2 separate regions of the Gossypium hirsutum genome follow, and region 2 is linked to region 1. Evidence: chromatin contacts called from public Hi-C data. All regions are on one chromosome and are shown on one strand. Each heading gives the region's core, a stretch centred on a gene start, on an enhancer-like site or on the middle of the called end of the contact. The rest is flanking DNA. Distances are from core to core; before and after follow the strand shown. Region 1 holds the start of LOC107917412 (cysteine-tryptophan domain-containing zinc finger protein 3). Region 2 has its middle 27 kb from the start of LOC107956517.

Evidence for each region. Hi-C and Micro-C count contacts between places; a contact is called where the count stands out from the background.
Region 2: a contact with region 1 is called in a Hi-C map of leaf, with 2.6 times the contacts expected there. The contact joins the enhancer-like site here to the promoter of LOC107917412 in region 1. A contact is called at or near these places in 19 of 34 Hi-C or Micro-C datasets (anther, callus, cotyledon and 4 more).

The regions. Positions count from the first base shown.
Region 1 is chrD08:5,309,205-5,313,155 of Gossypium_hirsutum_v2.1, reverse strand. LOC107917412 (cysteine-tryptophan domain-containing zinc finger protein 3) reads left to right here and starts at 1,947. Exons shown (of 14, transcript XM_016846767.2): 1 at 1,947-2,568. The coding sequence starts at 2,395.
Region 2 is chrD08:5,355,792-5,359,742 of Gossypium_hirsutum_v2.1, reverse strand. It overlaps the pseudogene LOC107953204. Among protein-coding and RNA genes, the nearest start is that of LOC107956517, 27 kb to the left of the region's middle. Within about 2 kb of position 1,777, at least 6 of the 9 cell types and tissues checked have an H3K27ac peak or open chromatin away from gene starts, as enhancers often do. A contact at or near this core is called in fibers, hypocotyl and leaf, where this site is marked.

The sequences.
Region 1 (3,951 bases), core at 698-3,197:
TCCGAGGCATCCTTGGTAGCTATAACTAGCTTATTGGAGAAGAGGAGTTCATTTAATTTCGAGGATCGGTTCAAAGACGAGGGAAAATCGTGCCTAAGGCTGAGCTTATTTAAATTAATTCTCTTACATATTTTATTTAACTATTTTTATTATTTTGTCTTCAACTTTTACTTTTTACGCATTTTATTTATTTATTTCAGGTTCCAAGTTTTCGATTTTATCCTCCCCCAAACGTCTTGGGCACGACAGCTGCCCCGACATAAATCTGGTCAAGCGAGCAACAGTTTACAATAAACCAGTCTCTGAGGGATCGGCCCTACTCTCTATACTGCATAATTTGCAAACTAAGGCGTAGGTTTATGTTGGTGGATTCGACACCCATCATCCATGTCGCTCTTGATCACCTCTTTTGGTTCCTTTCGATGCCACTTACTTACAGTTTTCGATTCCCTCCTTGGTGCCGCTTTTAAAGAAATATCCCAACCAAATTCAACTTATTGAGATCTCAACGAAATACGGAGAGGACAGCAACTTTCGTCGTGCCCTAGATGGCCACACAGAAAACAAAATAGAGAAAGTCTTTTCATATTGAAAAGTAGCGTAAGTTGACTTATCTTTGCCATACACTATTCGTTTCTTTCTTTTTAAGGGGCTTCGGACATCCAAACATACTTTGATGTGCATGATCTTCCGTAAACCCTTTATTAGAATCTTTGTATCATAATCCAAAAGTTCCCCAATAAAGTTGCCCAATTGTCTTGCCATGCCTTCCGACATTGAACCCAATGGTAAATCATGTATTTGCACAAAAAAGTTGTGTAATGTAAGGGGAACAAGTAACGGATCCTCCCCTCTCATTAATTTATGAAATATTATTAGGTGTCGATTAAAGAACAAATGAATACCATTGATCAACCTTTTTAAATAAACTTTATTGTAGAATCGAAATAGAATATGTTTTTCCTCAATCTCTGATATGGTAACCTTTTCAATAGGATGCCACAATTCAGACAGAACATTTCTTAAGGATGGGAAGTGGATTGAACTATCTGTTAGCACTAGAGGTGCTCATGGGCCGGGCGGCCCGGCCCGGCCCGACGGCCCGCTCGAAATATGAGAGGGTTTGAATAAAAATATAGGCCCGAAATATGGGCTTGGGCAAAAAAATGAGGCCCGTTTAGAAAACAGGCTGGGCCTCGGGCACCACTTTTTTGGCCCGGGCCCGGCTCGATATAATAAATATATTTATTTTTAAATTTTTTTTAAATTTTAAAATATTTTTAAAATACTTTTTAAAATAATTTTTTTTAATTTTTAAAATAAATTTTTAGTATTTATTAAAAAAATAGGCCGGGTCGGGCCGGGCCTGAGCTTATGATTTTTTCCCGGGCCGGGCCTGGATAAAATTTCAGGCTCATATTTCAAGCCGGGCCAGGCCCAGGACTAGGACCCGGGCCGAATATTTTTATGGGCTCGACCCGAACCCGGCCCGGCCAATGAGCACCTCTAGTTAGCACCTTGCCTACTAAGCAGAGCCTGAAGTCATCGTCTCCTTCGTCAATCTCCTCTTATCCTGAAATAGGGTCGTCTTCCAAATCGTCTAAATTTAGATTAACAGAGAAAACCTAATCCAAAGAAAGGCTAACTTATGTTAATTGCAAATAATTAATAACTTACAAATATATTTAATGTTTTAAAAATTGAAGCAATGATTTAGATTTTCTTTTTACAACTTTTAAATAGTTGGTTCAAATTTTTTTGTTTAAATAATTATATTGATCCGTTTTTAATCCAATTAACCAATTTAATCGGATTTCAAGATCAACCACCACAATATTTTTTTTAATATTCAAATAAAAAACCTAAAATATACAACTTGAAAAGTAAAAATACTTAGAAATGATCAAAACAAAAAACGACGAAGAAGGAGAGAAGAGAAATAAAAATAAATAAACAAGCAAATAAAAGGCGGCTTCTTTGACACCAAAACCAGAGAGAGTTTCTCTTTCTCTCTCTCATTTTCTTACGTGCTAATTGATTCCAGCTAAAAGAGATCGCATCGAAAAAAAAGAACCAAAAAATTTCCCTACGAAACAATAAAATTCGAGGAGATCCTTGAGTTTAAATCGCTTTATTATTCTTTTCGGAAATTGAACCATTCTAAAATTTTGATTAGGTGTTTGAATTTGTGATCGAGTTTTTTGTTTTTATTTTTTATGGAAATTAGGGTAGAAGAGCCCCTTTCCTCATGGTGGGTTTTAGGGAGTTGTTCAAAATGGTAGGGAAAAAGACTCGTGGGATTCGAATAATAGAAAACTACGTTTGAGAATTTGATAATTCAGGTCAGATTTACTCTCCTTTTTTCTTAAAAAAAATGTTCTCTCTTTTTTTTGAATGATTTCGTTAGGGTGTAACGATACGAGGAAGGGGCTAGGATTAGGTTTTGGTGCAAGAGAAATGGAAGAGACTGAGCTTGAAGAAGGAGAGGCCTGTTCAAATAATGACAATGACGATGCTTATGATGACACATTCGGCCCCAAGAATGATCTATCTTCTCTCTCTTACATTGTAAGCAAACTTGGTGCTTCTTATTTCCTCTGATCTGCAAAAAGCTGGCTTTCATTTAAAAAAAAAAAAATTCTATGTTCATTTATATTGTTTTGACTCGTTTTTATTTCTTCATTTGTATTATAATTTCAGTTTAAATGTTTTTACCGTTTGTGTTACTTTCTTTATAACTTATGATTGGCTTTTAATTTTTTATTCCAATATTGCTAGTTTTGTGTGGTTTATGATGTACGTATCTAAAGAATTTAGCTTTTAAGAGGTTTAATTAGGTGAATAGAATTGTTTTCTACTACATGTGTAACGTGGTCATAAATGAAGGGTTTTGTTTAGTGTGTATGTAGTGGTGTATTCATAATTTTATGGTTTTCGAGTTGTTAGATGCGAGTTAGACACATGTTTACCGGAGAAGGCAATGCACATATATATATTTTTTGTTACAACTCACACACCTTTTGCAGGAGCAAACACTGGGTTCAATGCTCATAACTTTGCTTCCTTGTATAATTATGGTAATCTTGAATGTAACATTCATAATTGGAAGTTAGCTAAGTGAGATTCAAGTGACATTCTTTTCACTTTTGTTTTGATGTAAGGTTGGTGATGTTTTATTGTGGTAATGTTGAATATAACCTTGGGGATTTTGTAATTGGAAGTTAGAGAGTAAGATTCATGTGCATTAGTTACCTTATATAGTCTCCTTGTCTTATTAATTCTTTTAGATGATAATCATAATCAAGCATCTAATTAAGGGAAGATAATTTTTTTGTGCAATGTGTCTAGCATGATCATAAATAATTATTTTTGTTTTTGGTAGTGGTGCATGAATGGTTTTAGGGTTTTTGAATTGTTGGATGTGAGTTGGACACATGTTTAATGGGGAAGGAATTGATTGTAACTTTTTTCCATGTAAGGTTGGTGATGCTTAATTATGGTAATTTTGAAATTAACATTCGTAATTGGAAGTTAGCAGCTCTATAACTCAGACTCACCAAAATGGGAGTCACACATGTGTTGGCATGACACCACATGGCACTGGCAGATCTTGCCACTAAGTTTTGGGGGATTAATTGAGAATTTTCAAAAATTTTGACGAGCATAATTAAAACTTTCAAAATTTTAGAGGCTTAATGAGAATTTACAAAAAAAAAAACTGAAGGGGTCTAGTTAAAATTTTTAGAACTTTTGGAAGGCTTAATTAGAACTTTTAAATATTTTTGGGGCCTAATTAAAATTTTCAAAAAAATTTGGCCCCCCTGGCTCCTATGACCATCCGCACCTACAACATGGACAAGGGTGCGGGATATGTGTCCAATTCTTTAATCATTAAGATTAAGGCTAAGGCTCAATTAAAAATAAATGGCTCAAACAAGAATATTAGTCTAA
Region 2 (3,951 bases), core at 528-3,027, 47 kb before region 1:
GACTCTAAGGATATTTTAGTAACTACCTGCTACTTATATGCCTTCTGTATAAGGTGATAGCCTCCATAAAGGCAAGCAAGGGTGACTCTCTACATTTTCCTCTTGTTTTATGTACATGCTCCCTCAAATTATGGAGTAATGACCGATTTGAGCTCCATAGTACGTGCCAGAGCACCAACTCCAGCACACCCCGACCATTTTAGTTTTGCAGGTTTCCTCACCAAAAGATTACAACCAATTTGGTCATGACAATAATAACTACCATATAAGAGTTTTCTTTCGATGTTGCTTCAGTTATGCACTATTATTATCAAAATGTACCATGATTAAACCGCATTGTTCACTTCCATTGTTCTTAATACTAAGTTCATTTAGTTACACCCCATTGTCACCAGTGAAAGTAAAATTCTCAGACAAATTATTCAATAACATTTCAATGCTGAACCAAAAATTGCATACAAAACTAAATAAACTAATGATTGAAAATTTTACCGCGGCACGGTTGCGGGGATGATTGTAACGGCAACTATTACCGTAACCACAAAACCCCGTTCGCATGTAGTAAACACAATCAGTCACCCCGAGCCGTTCCGGGTACGATTCGACGCCCCTCACCGACAATTGCCACCTCGATTCTGTACCACAACAAAAAAACATGAATAAAACCCTAATTCACTCTCCGCATTATTAATCGAAAAAAAAAACCCTAAAACAAGCTTTAACAGAGAAACATCATCACAATGCGAGTAGAAAGAGGAAAAGAAAAAATCCATACACATTGAAATGAACGGAAAAAAATACCTTCCAGTCCAGTTTCGGGCCCAGCGGGGCTCCATTCGGGTTGATAACCGGATTGAGACCCATTACGAGTCGGGTTACGACCGTACAACTCCATCGAAACGGGATTTGATTGTGTGGGTGGGGGCGAGGGTGGTCCGTAGAACAATAATAACCTTACCGACTTCGCCGGAAAAAAATCAAACAAAAAAAGAAAATGGAAGGTTCAACGGAGATAAATGGAATGTTCTAGAAAGATCGAAAAGAGCTCAATCGAGAGCTGAAATTTGCTAAGAAGAAGAAGAAGAGAGAAAAGAGAATCCTTTTCACTATGTGTGAGCTTTGCTTCTTTCGCTCTCTAAAAATACCGTACGGTTTGATTTTCGGAGGGTTGTTTTTTTTTAATTTTAGCCTTGTTTGATTATTTTATTTATATATTATTTATTATTTATTTCGTACCCGCCAAATAAAGCGCACCTGCAAAAATTGGTAAACATTTTTGGAACAGTGGCTCGGACATTTAAAAACAAAAAGGTAAATTCCCATGAATGGTCCCTGATTTATATTAATCTTTGTACTATAATTTTATCATTTCTAAATGTTTTGTTGTTCAAAATGTAGTTTTTTGTGTGAATTCCTTCAAGTAATTTGACATTGGATCAATTTTTTTCTTAAATATATCATGATGCAACATATAGACCAACTTTTTTTTCGTATAATTTGACAATTATTATATTTTTTTAAATGTGCAAAAAATTTGTTCAACTATATAAAATTGCTAAGTATATGTATTACGTCATCACATGTTTAAAAAAACATATCAATTCATCTAACATAATTAAGGAAAAACATTAACCTCAATATTGAAAATACATATTTCAAAAAAATAAATGAATTAAAAAGGATCAAATTATAATAATGAGACTCAGATGCGCATAGTGCAGGGACTTCGCATGAAATTTGGCCAAGCAAAAGCAGGTAACCGACACTTGTAGTAACTGAAATTACCTTGTAACCCTTAGATTTTGTTCGAGTCTAGTTCAACTTCTGGCTGGATAGTGATGACGTCAGTCCTGCTTCGTTGCATTTCATTAACTTGTTACATCATCCTTTTTTTTAATGATAATTATTATTTAATTTATTTAATCTTGCACTTACGGATTTAAAATGTGGATATTTATATCAAAATAACAACCGGTCATAATAACACATGTTAACTTAAATAGAGCAGCGATTAAAACTCTTGTTAGACACTCATTTGGCACGGAATTAAACCGTGTTACTCCTATCCCCTACCCCTAATATTGTATAAAAAAATTAATCATATAAACACATCAAATAAATAATACTAAATGCACTATAATTGTGCATGTTGTTATAATCAATTATGAGTTAGTGTCGAGTTGACTAACAACATATATGCAATATGTACAGAATTAAAATAAAAATGAACTTATGAATAAAAGATATTTTAAATAGGTAATGCACTCCAATTATTTATCATAGTATTGATATTTTTCTATAACAAGTTAAAAAGTTATCAAGTTAGTGAAAGAAAATTCAATATTAAATTTTTATTTTTTAAAAATTAAATATCAGGTTGACTTATTATACCAACACAATTAGTGACATTATTTATACACACGTATGTCCACATGACCAAAACCTGATGAGAGAAAACATTTTATGTTAAAATTTAATATTTTTTTAAAAGTTACTTTAGAATTATTATTAGTGTAGTGATAAATAATTTATTTATAAATCCATTAAACGCATATTCAACTCTTAAACATATTAATTTTAGTTTTTTATTTAAAAACTATATAAATGTATGAAATAATAAATAGGTCATCAAAATAGTAATAGTAGTCATTTAATAAATGAGTATATTAGTTATTTTTTAAACGAATTGGTACCTAATTAACTTGTGACATTAACTCAGTCAATATTTTTATTAATAATATAAATAAATAGATTATGGCGCGCGAGTGAAAAACAAATAATGTTTTTAAAAAAAATTGTAAAATAATGAGAATTTGGTTAAAATAATAAAGTTCAAATGTCGTGGTGCAATTTCCATTATATGTTAGTTTTTGGTAATTTATCACAAAGGTTTTTATATTAGGAATCAGATTGTATTTTACTCTTTTTACGAAAAATTGGGCAAATTAACCCTTGTACATTAGATCAAAGTGCAAGTTGGTCATTCTATTAAAAATTTTATCAATTTCAACTATTAAAAATCGATTCATGTGCATCAACATGACGTACACGTGGCACGTTAAATGTAACTTTCTGGTTATTCCGTCAACTACATCAAATTTTAAGAGCAAAAATGAATGAAATTTTTAATAGAAAGAACCAGTTTATTCTTTTAACTTAACGTATAAAGATTAATTTACCATTTTTTGAATAAATGGGTCAAAATGCAATCTAACTCCTAATACAATGACCTCTATGATACTTTTACTATTAGTTTTTATGGGATAATATCATATTTGGTATTCGGGCTTTGTCAAATCTTCTAATGCAGTACCTAAACTTTCAAAAAATTAATTTTGTACCGAACTTTACTGTCATTTGTTAATTATTGACTTGTCAAGACACATAACCCTATCATACGTGTCATTTTTGTCAATAATTTTTATTTTAATTAATGCTCCAAGGACCTGAGGTTAAATAGCCAAAAAGGGTTTTTCTTTTTTTTTTTAATCTTCAACTTTTTATCTTTTTTATCTTCAAAATTAATTATTTTTAATTAAAATAATTTTAAAATTAAAATTTTAAAAGTCACCTCTTTTTTTTTCTGTACAAACCAATGAGGATTAAGGTCATAAAAACCAACAAACGCCTTTGAAGCACATGTAGCCCATCGTTTGGTTCTTCAGGATAAATGGTTATTGTCCATTGGCTCATATTGTATGTGGACGAATTGGAGGAGATGCTTGATGTCACCAAACGCTGCTTGGAGCTTCCTTTCTACTTTTGTATGCCCACGTATGATATTCGACCATTTTTTGTCACCTCCGAGAAACCTATACACAGAAATATTATGATAGAATGGGGAGTGAGAAGTCCGACCTGGTTTTTGCAAGCAATTTTGTAGCTTTGAGTGGATAGAAACTAAGAGAATTTATGGTGATCTAATGGCAACTCTGTCAGTCAAGCTATTTC